Linked DNA regions of Rattus norvegicus: region 2 is linked to region 1. Evidence: chromatin contacts called from public Hi-C data. All regions are on one chromosome and are shown on one strand. Each heading gives the region's core, a stretch centred on a gene start, on an enhancer-like site or on the middle of the called end of the contact. The rest is flanking DNA. Distances are from core to core; before and after follow the strand shown. Region 1 holds the start of Vegfa (vascular endothelial growth factor A). Region 2 overlaps LOC102550363 (a long non-coding RNA gene).

Region 1 (2,836 bases), core at 302-2,801:
GCCGGCGCCCTGCCCCCTCCACGATCTCTGCCCTCCCCCGGTCCAAGGTCCGAGCACCCCCAGGCATGCCCGCTGGGCTCCGGACTCCCGCCCCCTCTGCCCGGACTTCCAGTTCTCCCGGGACCCGCGACCCAGAGCAAACTTCTGCCGCCAGCTCGGGCGCAAGCCCAGCCCCCTCAGCCTCCTCCTCTGGCTCCCGCCCTCCGCTGCTCGGCCCAGATCGTACGTGCGGTGACTCTGGTGGGTGGGCAGGGCCCGCGTGGGCGGCGAGACTATCCTGGCGCCCTCCCACCTAGCGCGCACCCCCTCCCCCTCCACGTACGACGACAGAGGGGGACGCCTCGCGCCCGGTGCCCAAGGACCCGCGTGGGGCACGAAGCCCCCCACGCGCGCGCTCGCACGCACGCACGTCCCCAAGCGGGAGAGGCGCTCGCCATGGCCCGGCGACACCAGGCGGGCACGACCGCTTACCTTGGCATGGTGGAGGTACAGCAGTAAAGCCAGGGTCCAGTGCACCCAAGAGAGCAGAAAGTTCATGGTTTCAGAGGCCCGTCCGGGGCCGGCGCGGCTCGCGCTCCCTCTCCGGCTCGGACTGCGAGGCAGCCCGCTCTCTTGCGCGCCTTGGCGGGCTCCTCTCCCTTCTGGAACCGAGGCCCGGGCCGGGGCCTGGGGCGCGCGCGCGGCTGGAGCACTGTCTGCGCACACCGCCGCCTCACCCGTCCATGAGCCCGGCTCCCGAGAGCCGAGCGCCCACTGCGGCCCCCTCTCCTCTTCCTTCTCTTTCTCCCCTCTCTTCTCGGGCCCCGGCTTCTCCAGGCCCGAGCTAGCACTTCTCCCAGCTCCGATCGGTTTGCCTCCTGCGGCGCAGACCACGGCTACTCCGGAGAGAGAAGAGCCCAGAAGTTGGACGAAAAGTTTCCGTGCAATCCCGCGAGCCCCGACCCCCTCCACCCCGCCTCCGGGCGCGGGCTTCGGCTCCTGCTCGCGGCTCGCCGCCGCGTCCACCGTCGGCTGCCCGCCGGCGAGGAGGTGGGCGCTGGGGCTGGGGGCGGTGTCTGTCTGTCTGTCCGTCAGCGCGACTGGTCCGATGAAAGATCCCAAGGGGGAGGGCTCACGCCGCGCTCTGGCGGTCACCCCCAAAAGCAGGTCAGTCACTTTGCCCCTGTCCCTCTCTCTGTTCGCTCGCCAGCGCGCTCTCTGACCGGTCTCTCTCTCTCTCTCTCTTCCTTGACTTCTCTCTGGAGCTCCTGCTACCTCTTTCCTCTGCTGATTTCCAAAATCCGAAGTAATTTGAGGGAGTGAAGGAGCAACCTCTCCAAACCGTTGGCACGATTTAAGAGGGGAATAGGAAGCAAAAATAAATTAAAGCGTAAAACAATACAGTTTAAGAAAAAAAAAAGAGGTTTGAATATCAAATCCCAGAGCACAGACTCCCTGGCTGATGAGTCCGTTGAATAGTCTGCCTTGTCGCTGCGTCTCGCGACAGAGCTCCGCTGCCGCCGCTCAGCTCGCCCCCAGCGCCGCGGCCTCGCTGCAGCTCGGCTGCCCCAAGCCTCTGCGCTTCTCACCGGTAACAGCGGTGGAAAAAAAAGGAAATCTGGCCCCGCCCCCAAAGGCCCCGCCCCAGGCCCGCCCCGGGGGCGAGGCCAGGCCGAACCAGGCACCGCCTTTCAGAAGCCCCTAGGCCACTACTGCGAAATAGAAATCTAAACCCCTTACCAGGGTCCATAGCCTGAGAATTATCTGTCCACCCCTTCAAACTTGGCTCGGGGACACACTGGGAATCCCAGGGTGTTGGGAATCAGGGGAGACAGGAGAGTGAGGGCAATTTCCTTTCCCAGGAATGTAGGAGAAAGTGGGGGGGGGGGGAGGCGGAGAGCTGGCAAGGACGTATGGGGAGACGGACACCCGGAGTGACCCCTGGTCTTCTCCCCTACCTCACAAACACACTATACCCAGACACACACGCACATGCACGCACGCACTCACATTGACACACGCGTCCTTCCTCACGCAGACTCGGCTCGCCCAAGTTCACGATCTCCCCGTGATGGCCGAGCGCCCCCTAGTGACTACATTATGCACACCCCAACTCTGGCTCAAATGGCACGGGTCTTGGACAGGGGGTGAGAGTTGACTGTTGAGCACCGCAGGCTTTGACTTCCCAAATAGTTGCGTGTTTCTAACACCCACCCCCCAACAGTTGCTTGTTTGACCTCGGAAACAGAAACTCTAGGATTATATATGGGGCGGGGGGCTACGTGGAAGGCAAGTATGCTTATCTGAGCTCTTGTCTGATCTTCATACATAAGGAACTAGGGCCCTGGGGTGAATGGGATTCCCTGGGAAGTTTCCAGAGAGGCTTCTCTGGAGAGGATATGGCATCAAATGTGTGACACTGAGAACGGGAAGCCGAGCAGTTAGTCAGTGGCCCGGAGGGAGACGACCTGTGGAAGCCCACGTATGCACTGTGGAGTCTGGCAGAGCCCTGAGGGAGAGACAGCTGGGCAGACAGAAGCCCTTGTTCCTCCTGATCACACCCCCCACACACAAACACCCAGATGTTGCCAGGGAACTAAGGCCAGTGTGCCAATGGGGGCAGAAGCAGGCCAGGCCTGCGTGGTGATTCAAACCTACCCTAGCATTCAGAAACGTAGTTAGGCCAGCTGCCCAGCGCTGCCACCAACTCCGGGTAGGATGGGAGTAGAGGTAAGGCTCCCTCAGTTCTAGCCTAGGCTCACAGTTCATCTTCTAAACAGAGTTCAGGGTTGTACTCTGCCCCCTCCCATTCTACCTAGGACCCTTGGCCATTTCTCTATGCTTGTACACTTAGCCT
Region 2 (2,938 bases), core at 318-2,817, 300 kb before region 1:
CTCAGTGACTAAGAGTACTGCTGCTCTTCCAAAGGACCCAGGTTCAAATCCCAGCACTCACATAGCAGTTCACAACTGTATGTGATTCCAGTTCTATGGGATGGAGGCAGAACATCAGTGTAAATAAAATTAAAAAAAATATATTTAAAAACATTTTTATTTTATTTAGTGTGTGTGTGTGTGTGTGTGTGTGTGTGTGTGTGTGTGTGTGTGTCACAAGCCATAGCATGCATGTGGAGGGCAGCTTACCGGAATGGGTTCTTCTGCTTCCACCGTGAGGGTCTCAGAGATGAAACTCAGATCGTCAGCCTTGGTGTCAAGTGCCTTTACCTACCCAGCCCTTTTAATCCTGGGAATACTTTTATTTTTCTAAAACAATACTTAAAGAAATAACCTCTTTGGACTGGAGGCACACAGCTCAATGGTGGAGCGCTTGCTGAGGATGCTAATGGCTTGGGTGAAAATAAACAGTGTCTCAGACGGAGAAAGAAAGTGGGGTACCCTGGCAATGGGGCCCTTTCGATGTGCTACACTTCATCATTCATTGGAGAGAATGGACACACTTGTAATATTTAGCCCTACTAATCCATGAGTCTGTATGTGATTTACCATTTATCTAAGCCAGTGAGTCAGAATTACCTGGAAATTTTGTTAAAATACAGGCTACTCCCAGGCTGATTCAGCGGGTTTATTTGGTGCCTTAACATTTGCATCCCCCACACCCCACCCTCTAAGGTCTCTCTCTGTAGACCAGAGAACTCACAGAGATCCTCCTGCCTCTGCTTTCTGGGCGCTGGGACTAAAGGTGTTTGTTACCTTGAATCACTAGTTTCAAGACTGTACCTCTGGGATCCCCACGGGGCTTTCTTTTGTCTTTGAAAAAAATTTTTTTTGTTTGACAATTTCATATATTTATTTAGATACTGAATTTTAGTTTTTCCGCCCCTCCATTTCACTCTCACGGCTGTCTGTCTGTCTGTCTGTCTCTGTCTCTCTGGAACCCTTCTCATCAAGTCTCTTTCATACTTTAATACCCCTTTTTTTCTTCTTTTAAAAAAAGATTTACGTGTGTGTGTGTGTGTGCGCGTGTGCGTGTGCGTGTATTTGCACCACATATGTGCTGGGGCCCCCAGAGGCCAGAAGAAGTGGCCGTCCGATCCCCAGGAGACGGAGGTAAGAGAGGTTCAGTGCTGGAAACTGAATCTAGACCTTCTGCAAGGGCAGTGAGTGCTCTTAGCCCAGGGCCATCTCTGCAGCCCCCGTTTACTTTTTGTGTGTGGCCCACTGAGTTGACTTAGGGTTTCTTGCCAGAGCGTGGGTGTGGGGAATTTTTACAGGAGTGAGGGCAACTTATGGGTGGTTAGCAATGGAGTAGAATTCAGCCTTCAAAAAGAGACCCCAGGCTAAGACCTAGATGAATCTCAAGGACATTAAAAGTGAAATTACCCATTCACAAAAGGATGGCTTTTATGGTTCCGTCTGAACAAGGTCCTAGAGTTGTCAAACACAGAAAAGTGCCTGGTGCCGGCTGGAGGCTGGGGAGTGAGGTTTAGTGAGAACAGTTTCAGTTTTGCAAGACAGAGTCTGGAAAGGGCTCACGGCAAGGGTTGTGCAAGAGGGGCATATGCTCCGTGTCACCAAGCCGTGCACTCAAAACTGGTTAAAACGGGAAACTTCACGTTCCGTATGTTTTGAACAGCATTAAAAGTTAAGAAGAAAAGCCACCCCAACCCAAAGATAAGTGAACCAAAGCTAGCGACCGGGGTCAGGTCCTGCACGCGAGCCTCCCTCTAGATCCCGGGGTGTAAACTTGACACACAGGCTTGCTGATAACTCTTGCACTTTCCTCTGTGTGTGCAAGCCTTGGCATCAGATAAGAGAGGCTCTGGGAAGTGAGACGCCGACCTAAGAGGCCCGATGCGCTGACAGATGGCACAGGGTGACAGTAGGCACCGAGGGAGCAGTTTGGGGATTTCCTGGAAGATAAAGGCATGCTGAGTTACAGGAAAGCTGGCTTATCACCCATCCCTTTCGGCTCTCCTGAGAGGGCCAGAGTTTTATGGAGAGAGTATAGAGGGGTGGCCCAGACAACTCCCGTGTGTAGGCAGATGGGTTGAGTGAGATTTGTGGGACAAGGCAAGTATTTCTTGGGGATGAGCTTGGGCTAGGACATCGGGCTGGAGTGAGGACCCTATTGGAGAGAGGAATGACTGCAGGGTTGGGGTGGGAGAGGAGGGGCCTGGATGTGAAGGAACCTGGGCACAGAAAGCAGTCAAGAGGCTGCAAGCTTCTGCCAGGTCCTCTGCTAACAGCTGGAGGAGGGGGCTCCTGTTTGAGGCTGGGACTTCCCTATGTAGCTCACTCTGGCCTGAGCCACCTTTGATCCCGCCTGTCTAGGCGTGTAGAATCTGGAGCTGCCAGAAGTCAAATGTGTGTGTGTGTGTGTGTGTGTGTGTGTGTGTGTGTGTCTGTGCGTCTGTCTCTGTGCATCTGTCTGTGTGTGTGTCTCTCTCTCTCTGTGTCTGTGTGTGTGTCTCTGTGTGTCTATGTGTGTCTGTGTGTGAGTGTCTGTGTGTGTGTGTCTGTGTATCTGTGTGTGTGTGTCTGTGCGTCTGTCTGTGTGTGTGTCTCTCTGTGTGTGTGTGTCTCTGTGTGTCTATGTGTGTCTCTGTGTGTGTGTCTCTCTCTGTGTGTTTGTGTGTGTGTATCTGTGTATCTGTGTATCTGTGTGTGTGTGTTTGTGAGTGTGTGTGTGTGAGTGTGTGTGTGTCTGTGCATCTGTCTGTGTGTGTGTCTCTCTCTCTGTGTGTCTGTGTGTGTGTCTGTGTGTGTGTGTCTGTGTGTGTGTGTCTGTGTGTGAGTGTGAGTGTGTGTGTGTGTGTGTGTGTGTGTGTAGAGGAGGTCAAGAAGGAGCCCAGAGGGACAGTCCTGGAGCTAG

The links. Hi-C and Micro-C count contacts between places; a contact is called where the count stands out from the background.
Region 2: a contact with region 1 is called in a Hi-C map of liver, with 4 times the contacts expected there. The contact joins the enhancer-like site here to the promoter of Vegfa in region 1. A contact is called at or near these places in 11 of 12 Hi-C or Micro-C datasets (the A7r5 cell line, the Rat2 cell line, Schwann cells and 6 more) and 1 of 1 datasets of contacts at active chromatin or transcription factors (oligodendrocytes).

Annotation. Positions count from the first base shown.
Region 1 is chr9:22,451,569-22,454,404 of GRCr8, reverse strand. Vegfa (vascular endothelial growth factor A) reads right to left here and starts at 1,551. Exons shown (of 8, transcript NM_031836.3): 1 at 472-1,551. The coding sequence starts at 1,074.
Region 2 is chr9:22,748,015-22,750,952 of GRCr8, reverse strand. The region is part of intron 1 of LOC102550363 (a long non-coding RNA gene); the gene reads left to right. Among named protein-coding and RNA genes, the nearest start is that of Mrpl14, 62 kb to the left of the region's middle. Within about 2 kb of position 1,567, at least 5 of the 93 cell types and tissues checked have an H3K27ac peak or open chromatin away from gene starts, as enhancers often do. A contact at or near this core is called in hepatocytes and liver, where this site is marked.